Regions from separate parts of the Sus scrofa genome. Here region 1 is linked to region 2. A link is a contact called in public Hi-C data. All regions are on one chromosome and are shown on one strand. The core of a region is the stretch at or near the end of the contact, and the rest is flanking DNA. Distances in the headings are between cores, read along the strand shown. Region 1 has its middle 110 kb from the start of ELOVL5. Region 2 holds the start of ELOVL5 (elongation of very long chain fatty acids protein 5).

Region 1 (4,884 bases), core at 445-2,944, 110 kb before region 2:
CTGCAGTGGCTCATAATTTAATCCAGGTAGAGCCTGATGGCAAGTGCCAAGTATCAGTTCACAGACTGCAGGGTGCTTGACTTTGATTGGTGGGGACCCTGTGAATGTCAGGAATGTTGGCTCCATCTGAAGTTACCATTCTCAGAGTTCCGGACATGGCTCAGTGGTTAACGAATCCAACTAGGAACCATGAGGTTGCGGGTTGGATCCCTGGCCTCACTCAGTGGGTTAAGGATCCGGCATTGCCATGAGCTGTGGTGTAGGCTGCAGACGCGGCTCAGATCCAGCTTTGCTAGGCTGTGGTGTATGCTGGCGGCTACAGCTCTGATTTAGACCCCTAGCCTGGGAACCTCCATATGCCAAGGGTGCAGCCCCAGAAAAGACAAAAAATAAAAATAAAAAATGAAGTTTATCATTCTCCGTGTGAGTGGGAGCCTTTCTGAGGAAGAACACAAAGCTATTTTATTATGCATATCCCCTCTGGAGGAATAAGGTCTCTTGCTTTATAGGGGCACTATGGTTTCTTGACTGCTCCTTTGTTTCTGAGTTCTGCCCCTTCCCAATCCGAATTTCCAAAGGGCAGGAGGGGATGAGGTAAGACTTGTTTCTAGCAGGGCCCTGCAGGGCTCTGATTGATTTCAATACTGCACTAAATGAAAAAGGAAGTCTGGGAGTTCCCATCGTGGCTCAGCAGAGAAGAGTCTGACTAGTATCCATGAGGACGCAGGTATGATTCTGGGCCTTGCTCACTGGGTTAAGGATCCAGCGTTGCTGTGAGCTGTGGTGTAGGTTGCAGACGAAGCTGGGATCTGGCATTGCTGTGGCTGGGATGTAGTCGGACAGCTGCAACTCTGATTTGACCCCTAGCTTGGGAACCTCCATATGCCGCGGGTGCGGCCCTAAAAAGACAAAAAAAGAAAAAGAAAAAAGTTTGATTATGACTAAACCGGTGAGCTCACTTTTGAGGAAAAAAAAAAAAAAAAAGCAAAACACTATTTGTCCTTCACAAAAGAAGCCCGCATGTTGCCAAGTAGGTTAATTAGAAAATTCTATTCAATTAGGAGGACATTTTCTTTCTTTCTTTCTTCTTTTTTTTTTTTTTTTTTGTCTTTTCAGGGTCACACCCGCGGCATATGGAGGTTTCCAGGGTAGGGGGTCTAATCAGAGCTACAGCTGCCAGCCTACACCACAGCCACAGCAACCCCTGATCTGAGCCGCCTCTGCGACCTACATCACAGCTCAAGGCAACACGGGATCCTTGACCAACTGAGCGAGGCCAGAGATCGAACCTGCTTCCTCATGGTTCCTAGTCAGATTCGTTTACGCTGCGCCAGGAAGGGAACTCCAGGAGGACATTTTTTTTAAGATTAAAAGGCTTTAGTAATTTGGAAAATCTGATTTCAGCCATGACGTTTCCCAGCTTTTGCCTGGAACCCCCATATAAGACAGGGATGGGACCGGTCTAAGATCTACAGTGTGACCCTGGATCTCAGGGCACCCAAGGCCCTAGGACGAGCATTTCTCTTGCATTTCTATCCAGCCGCACTAAACAGATTACTTGATTCAAAAATCACAGGGGTTGGGAGATGGGGCTGGAAAGGAACTCCGACGACGCACTCTCCAGCTCTAACAGCCTGGGGGGTGGGGGGTGGGGTCTTTAAGACCTCCCTCTGCGCATGTGCAACCTGGGCCCCGCCTCTTCCTTCCGCCTTCACAAGCCTCATCCCGAAATCCTGGAACCTCTAGGTCTTGGCCAGTTAACTAGCAGCGGGCTCTGCAGTGGACCTCGAGGTTTGCTGAGAGCCGTGTTCTTGCGGCGGAGGCAGAAACGAGACGTCTCCGGACGCCCTCCCACGCGGCGGGACCCCGCAATACCCGGGTCTGGCCTGGACCTCGCCAGGGGAAGGTGGGCGGGGGATCCGTGTTGCTGCCCCGTGGTCTGGGGGCGGGTGTATCGGAGACCCGTTAGGAGCTAGCGCATGACTAGTATGGGGACCGAGTGTCCGGCCCTGCCTGCTGCCTTGCGGGGCAAGGGGGTTGCAGTGGGAGGAAAAGTTCCACAATAGCGCTGGCGGTCGGCTGGAGGAGAGGGCGTGATGGGGTCTGCGGAGCAGCGCTGCTCTGGATCCGGCGTTGCTGTGATCGTTTACTGCTGTGTAATCTGTGACCTTGGGCCAAAGAAGTAACCTGCGGGAGAGTCAGGTCAGTGGTCTGAAAAGGAGGCTGTGAATGTCGTCTGTCTTACCTGAGTATTCCATGTGCTGATCCCCCCCCCCTCCCCCCGCGCGCCTCAGCTTGCAAGGGCTCAATGTGGAATCTCAGTTCCCAGGCCAGAGATTGAAACCCTAATCACTAGCTCAGCAGGGAGCTCCAGATATGGTGTCACACAGGGAGTTAGTAAAGTGCGAGGTACTAACCCCCAAAAAGTGTTAACTGCTGTTGAATGTAGATGACACTTCTTTTCATGGGGTGGTTTACATAGGCCTCAGGACTCTCTCCTGACATGGGTATGGGCACCTACATTAAACACACAGAACAGGAACCTCTGAGTCTCAGGATGGTGAGGTGGTCCTGAGTTTGAGAGGACAGGTGACTTCTCCAGGCTCACCCAGGTTGGGACAGAACCAGGAGTGGAACAGGATGTTCAGACTGTCCAGTCATCAGAAGAATCTTATCAGGAGTCCCTTTTGAGAAACTGTGACCCACTTAAAAGAAAAAAAGAAAACAATTTGAAAATTGTCTCAAAGCACCCCATATTTTTTTTCTGGACTTCCTGTGGTTTCTCTTACTCAAGGAGTAAACACTTTGCCTGGTAAACAGATAAAAAAATGCAGCCTGTGTCTTTTTTCTGCATTCATGTTAATGAAATAGTGTCATCCTCTGGTGTTTTAAGCATCTGTTTTTAGTTTTTTGTTGGTATTGTTTCAAATAATGGACAAGCTGATTTTTACTCAGTAAGAAGTGATCATTTCAAACTGGAAAATAGACGGCACTTCCAGTGGGTCCTTCCCTTGCTAGTTCAGGGTTTAGAGAGAGGAGGTAGGGAGGCTGCTTCTAGGCTGGGCTACTGAGGTGCTTGGGAGGTGAAAGTAGGAACTGTCAGGCAGCCCAGGTATTCTGACCCTGTGGTGTTTCCGTCCCCTCAGCTGAATCTTCACAGTCCCAAGTGCTACAGAAAACAAATCTATTTGAGATGAGCTCTTTATTTATCTCCCGCCTTGTACTGTGATGGATTTCACTCTTGATTTCCGATCACTCTTGCTTGTGTTACACATCCTTTATGAATGAAAACTATTACCCCTTTACAATCAGTTTGCTAAGATTTTGTTTGAATCGTGAATGTGCTCGGAAATAATCATATTGAATACTTTTTTGTATCTATTGGAGTAAAGGTATAGCTTATTTTTGTTTTCAAGTTTGTAACTGCCATATCATATTTGAATTTTTCTTCAAATTGTATTGACTAGGTAGAGTAGCCTCTAATTCTGTTTTCTTGTGTTCCTGCCCAACTGTGATATCTTGGTTATACTGGCCTTAGTGAGGCATTTTCCTGCTCTTTTCTCTTCTCCCCTCCCCTCTCCCTTGCTTTTTCCTACCCTACCCTCTCTCATTCGCATGACAAAATCACCTATTACAGATTTCATGAAACTTAGCTCTAAAATTGGACTTTGTGAGTACATGTTTTTATGTGTAGATGTGGATTATTGGGCCACTTTATTTAAACAACCCTGGGTCTAGTCTTCCTTTTATTATTACTATATTTTCAGAGAAAAATATTCCTTTTTATCTGTTATGCGTTTTTGGAACCTTATAGATAGTATTTTCTTATATCTGTTGTGTTGATAAATTCTCTCTTCAGATAGTTAAGTAATGTACTTAATAAAGGGAATGGTGACCAGAAGCCAGCCAAATGTGTTGCTGGTTGGCCCTGTCAGAAATCTAGATATTCATGGTCAGAGGATGGGCTTGGAAATTTGTGCTCAGTCATATATTCTGTATACTGAATTGAGGGAGCATAGACACAGCCCTTTAGCTGGTTCCCACTTAAGTACAAAAGCGTCAGTTTCTTTTTTAGATAAGTGATATGTTCCTCTGACTCTCAGATCTAAACACAGGGAGTTCCCACTGTGGTACAATGGGATCAGCTTCTCTGCAGCACCAGGACACAGGTTGGTCTTCCCCAGCTGGGCACAGTGGCTTCAAGGATCTGACCTGAGGCTTGGATCTGATCCCTGGCCTGGGAACTCCACATGCCATGGGGTAGCCAAAAAATAAAAAAAGGAAAGGAAAGAAAAGAAGTAAAATCTAAACAGAAAGACTCATTGAGGTCTGTTACCAGTTTGAATTGTTGTTTGTGGTGCAAATTATGAATCAAGAGTATGATTATTTATTTTCTAATGGTGTTTTTTAGTCTGGCATGATTTTTCTCAGAATATACTTTCTGCATTGAATTACCTGGATAGGAGTTCCCGTGGTGGCGCAGTGGTTAACGACTCCGACTAGGAACCATGAGGTTGTGGGTTCGAACCCTGCCCTTGCTCAGTGGGTTAACGATCCGGCGTTGCCGTGAGCTGTGGTGTGGGTCGTAGACTCGGCTCAGATCCTGCGTTGCTGTGGCCCTGGCGTAGGCTGGCAGCTACAGCTCTGATTTGACCCCGTAGCCTGGGAACCTCCATGTGCCGCGGGAGCGGCTCAAGACATGGAAAAAAGACAAAAAAAAAAAAAAAAAAAAAAAAAAAAAGAATTACCTGGATACATCAATTAAAGAAATGTGTGTTTGGAGATATTTTTTGGTTCATCATTTTTGGTGTTTCATTTTTGTGAGTAGCATGCACTGCTTTGGTGAGTGGTGGTATGGTTTGTCTTGAAAACAAGAACTATCAG
Region 2 (4,930 bases), core at 497-2,996:
AATTTGACACTTTTAAAACCTGGAAAGATAAAACTCAGAGAGGCTTACAAAGAGCTGAACTGACTCTGTCCTTGAACTGTAAGAAGGAGATACTTGTGCCCAATTCATCTATGCCTCTGGCATACGCTTTCCACATGCCTCTCACAGAAAGTTCTTAGTTACCTGTGTATCTTAGTTTCCACTGCATCATTTACCACTCTGACGGTAGTTGTTTCCGACTATCATTTAAAAGGAGGAGGGGAACTTTGCAGTCTTTTATTTCTAATACCTAGCATAATATCTGACAAACTGGAGTTCCTGTATGCCTCAATGGGTTAAGGATGCAGCGTTGTCACTGCAGTGGTTTGGGTGGCTGCTCTGGCGCAGGTTGGTTTGTTTGTTTATTTATTTATTTTTGGTCCTTTTTCTAGGGCCGCACCTGCGGCATATGGAGGTTCCCAGGCTAGGGATCGAATCGGAGCTGTAGCCACTGGCCTATGCCAGAGCCACAGCAACTCAGGATCTGAGCCTCGTCTGTGACCTACACTACAGCTCACAGCAACTCTGGATCTTTTAACCCACTGAGCAAGGGCAGGGATCGAACCCTCAACCTCATGGTTCCCAGTCGGATTCGTTAACCACTGCGTCTGGTGCAGGTTTGATCCTTGGTGGGCGAACTTCAGCAAAAAACAAACAAACAAATACAAATATATAAATATATATTCATTCTGACAAACTTAAGTCATTCAGTGCTTGTGGTGTTGAATGGCAAGTGGCTGTTAAAAATCTTAATTACTTGTATATGTTTACATTATCTGATTTGTATATAGTTTGTACACTGTATTCCTACTGCAATGGCCCAGTGCCTGGTACACAGCTGGCACATGATAAACATTACATTGCAAATTTATGAAAGAATAAATTTGCCTACATTAAATGGTGGATGGTGTTGGGTCTGTGAACATGGGGTAACAGAACCATAACCAGATGGCACAAAGAGAAAGGCTTAATTTCAGCGGCTTCCTATGGAGAGAGCATAGAATACTAGGATGATGAAGGCCTCAAATTATCCAAGTATCAATGAAAAACAAGGATCTTCTACTTGTGCCCTGAGCACAAAGCACTTTGTCTTACATGCTTAAATTTGTCTAGCTGAAGAGACGAATTTCACTTCTCCACCACCATTCCTCCTTCTACAAAAAGTCTTAAGTAGAAATGGAGTTGGTAGTGATCACTAAGGAAAAAAAAAGAATCTAAGAAAAATCACGGTGAATCTACCACCTGGGAGTTAACCCTCAGCATCAGTTTTGTGCGTTTTTTTGTGGTTGTCCCATCTTGTTCGCTCCGGTGGTCTCCGTAGGCATTTAACCCTTACAGTTCAAACCAAGGAGAACTGGCGGCCTTCCAGAACCGGCGAGGAGAATGCACTCGAGTGGGCTTCTGCCACCCAAAAGCGGCTACAAAACCCTGCCACGCCTGGCACTGAGAGAATCAGAGTTCAGGGCATCGGGAACTTCACTGCTTCTATTGCGCAGGCTCTGCGTTCCACGCAGGCTTATTAGGAAGAAAGGGGATAAAATTGCCCAGAGACACGTGAACCCGAGGGGACCAACCCCGGCCACGGCGCCCCACAGCATCGGATTCTGGAATTTACAATCACGAAAGTTCTATTGTCTCGCGATTGGCTCCGGGGTCGCATGACATCATAGCGCTTGATTCGGCCTCCGGGCGGCGATTGGCTGGCCGCGCCATTGTGACGTCACGGTCAGCCCACGTTCTGATTGTAGATACCCAGCGCCTTCCTCTTCCCATCGCGGCGGCTCCTGCTGGCCGTGCCTCCCTCCTGCCTCCTCCCGGCTCTGCTGGCTCCCCACGCTGCAGCCACCGCCTCGCCGCTTCTGGGAGCCGCCGCCGCCGCCCTTGGGCTAAGAGGTAAGCGGGCGGCTCTGGGAAACTTCTCCCGGCCGCCTCTCGGCCATGACACCCGTGCCGGCGCGCGCCCGGGACTGAGGGCTGCAACCCGCCGTTAGGTCCCGAACCCGATGAGCACTAGCCGCTGCGAGCATGGCCCGCGCTGCGCCCGCGTGGCGGGGGAGCCTGGTCTCCTCGGCCCGCTCCTGGGCGTGGGGAGAGCTGTTCGGGAGCCTCGGGAGTTTCCGCGAGATGCTGTCTCACCTGTTTGGCGGTAGAAGCCGCCAGCAGTGAGCACGCTGACGGGCGCGGCGGGAACGCACCCTGGGCGCCACTGGGAGGTAGGGCGGGTGGGCTCTTGCGCTCGGGTTCGCTTGTTTGGGCGGGATGAACGCGCGGCTGGAGGTCCAGGGAAGCGCCTCGAGAGCGATCGCGCTTCCTCGGGGGAGAACAAAACCCGGGTGAGCGGGGAGAACCTCTGAGGGACTGCGGGGTCGCGGCGCTGGTTGGTCCTCGGCCCCACCGGCCTTTCCTTTTCTCTCTTCCCTTCCCGCCTCTGTTCCTCGGAGGGAAGCCCGCCAGCCGGGGACCGCTTCGATTTTTATTAAAACCAGATAACTATAGCCCTCCGTTCTCGAAGAGGCTGGGGCTGGTGGGGAAGCGCTGGGGCGGGGACTCAAGACCCTCCTGGGCGGCCCTTGCTGGAGTCCCCGGCGCGGAGGCGGCGGGGCGCGGACTGGAGCGGCTAGCTGCCGAGGAAGCCCTGGGGTTGTGTCTGCTGCTAGTGGTAGGGAAAAGTGCCCTTTTACAGCTTACAGGCAGATAAGACTCAGCCCCCACCCGCCAGTGTAGGGGTGGAGGGAGTTGTGCCTGGAGCAAGAGCTATTCTTTTAAACTATCTTGCAACCTTTGGGTTCCATGTCCTTGCAGTTTAAGAAGGCTGGTGGTTTCTCCTGCCCACGATTGGAGTTCAGCTCAGCTCCCCCGGTTTCCTGATTGCAAATTTGGAGAATGCATTTGGCCCCCTTTGGGGTTGGGGGTGGGGGGGTCCCGTATGGAAGAATCCAGTGCATGATTTATTGGCTGGGCTACAGAATCTAGGGATGCGGCGATAGAATGGTGAGGAGCGAGCTGCCTTAATTCTTTAATAGAGGGACCGTGGCAGGAAGTGCCTTATAGGGTAGTACGGAAGAGCTAAAGTTCCCTGTTAGGTTTGGTAACTTGTTCCCCTGACCACTCCAGAGATAAAGTGCTGGTTTGCACTTGTTTTGCTTGCACCACTCTGCCAGCAGCATTTGGTGCAGTCTAATGATATGGATGGACACAGCCAGTTTGCATTCGATGGCTGTGGACGAACAGTAACTTTTCATCTGCGCTTTGGCACAAGCAGATCCCTTTTTTAGCCTGTTCACAAGCTGCCTGGGATTCTCCAGGGAAAGCTCCATACTTGAAAGAGAAATGTCACTAATGTCCCTTTTAGATTCTTGCCCCAGATTGTAATTTCTCATTGCCAGCAACTTTTTTCTGTACCGTTTCTCTTTTTTGCACTTGTTTTCTGTTTCTAACTGAAGGCGAGGGAGAATGTTACTGATGATTACAGATGGCTAGTTTTACAGAATATAGAACAGAACTCCGTTGAAAAGTGAAAGTAGAAAGTGTATTAAGGTTTGATGGTCAGACTTTTTCAAGAAAAGCACTTCATAACTTCAGACACTGTCCTCCCTGCCTTGACTCAATTTCTTTGTTTGTAATTGGGGGTTTCATGTTGCAGAATTGTCAGGGATTCCAAGAGATGATACAATTGAAAGTGCCCAGCATGGGGCTTGTCAAATGGTGGTTTGGTAAAGGTTTCTTCACTTATTTTTCTTCTTGGGAAAGGGGAAGTGACATTTAGGGGATGTGGCCAAGGATAAAGCTGGAGAATCTCAAATAACTGGGAAAATAGTCAAAACTAGGTTTTCACAGACACTAATCCCAGTCTCCCTTCAAACCCACCTTTGAAAATGAGGTGTTATCACTTTCCCTGGGATCAACTGAGCTTCCTTTTTCTTTTTTTGGGGGGATGGGGTGGGAAGGGTCAGCATTCTTAATTTTTGGATATTTGCAAGGATCTTTTTTCCCACTGCCTCCTCTTTTCCTCTCAGCATAACTACTGATTATCCTCCTCTTCCTAGAGGTAAGAATCAATCCTTGGGTTTCCCACTTGAATTATTCAAATCAAGGCAAAACTGTTTCCCTTCCTTTAGGGTGAATTGGATGCCTAAGTAGATAGTGAAGAGGGTGAGTGATGCTTTTACTTCTTTCTTGCTACATTCTTCTTCTTCCCTAAGAAATTTTGTAATTATTTTTAATTCTTCCTTTGTGCCTACCAACTCTTGTTACTGATCTTTCCATTAGTTACCCATAAACAGGTCTCTCTCTGCATGCCTTCAGTTTCAGGTGTTACTGATGTGAGCACCTTCCTTATTAGTAAGTAGTTGCTTTCCAGGCATAATTCTTACAGCCACCCTATGAGAAGTGCTAGTCCCTGCCTTTTTTTTTTTAAAGAATTGAGAACTAACTAAGGCCCAAGATGACAGTTGAGCTGTCCAGATTCACAGAGCTCTATCTCCTGTGTTGTACCTACTCCTTTGTCCTCGTGCTGCTTGAATTTGTTCAGTTGGCTCTGTGCCATTTATGTTACTCTGTAACTTAAAAATCTAACATCATGATTAAAGGTCCATCTTCAAGCCATCCAGGATTAACAGTTTGCCATTTTTCAGATCTGTGTAGTCTATTCCCACATTTGATTCATCTTTTTTTTAATATATTGACTCGTGAGTTTTGGGGCATGTACTCTGTGTGTGTTTGTTGGGGGCGGGGGAGGGGGTTGTATACAAAGTTGAATGACATAGTTTCTGATTCCAAAGGACTTCCTGAGTTAGTTTACCCTTTAATCCTTTTACACGCATACTTAATCTGCACCTGGGACTAAAAGGGGATCAGAAGCAGGTTTCTGGTGGGCTTTTCTCACTGTACCTGGGAAAGCTTTATGGTAGAG

What was found. A called contact is a pair of places that touch in the nucleus more often than the background predicts.
Region 1: a contact with region 2 is called in a Hi-C map of fetal skeletal muscle, with 2.4 times the contacts expected there. The contact joins the enhancer-like site here to the promoter of ELOVL5 in region 2. A contact is called at or near these places in 7 of 47 Hi-C or Micro-C datasets (embryonic fibroblasts, epiblast stem cells, fetal skeletal muscle and 3 more).

Annotation. Positions count from the first base shown.
Region 1 is chr7:47,040,586-47,045,469 of Sscrofa11.1, reverse strand. No RefSeq gene overlaps it. Among named protein-coding and RNA genes, the nearest start is that of ELOVL5, 110 kb to the right of the region's middle. Within about 2 kb of position 1,694, at least 48 of the 83 cell types and tissues checked have an H3K27ac peak or open chromatin away from gene starts, as enhancers often do. A contact at or near this core is called in epiblast stem cells, fetal skeletal muscle, liver and 1 more, where this site is marked.
Region 2 is chr7:46,929,761-46,934,690 of Sscrofa11.1, reverse strand. It overlaps ELOVL5 (elongation of very long chain fatty acids protein 5), which reads left to right and starts at 1,746. Exons shown (of 8, transcript XM_021098831.1): 1 at 1,746-1,911.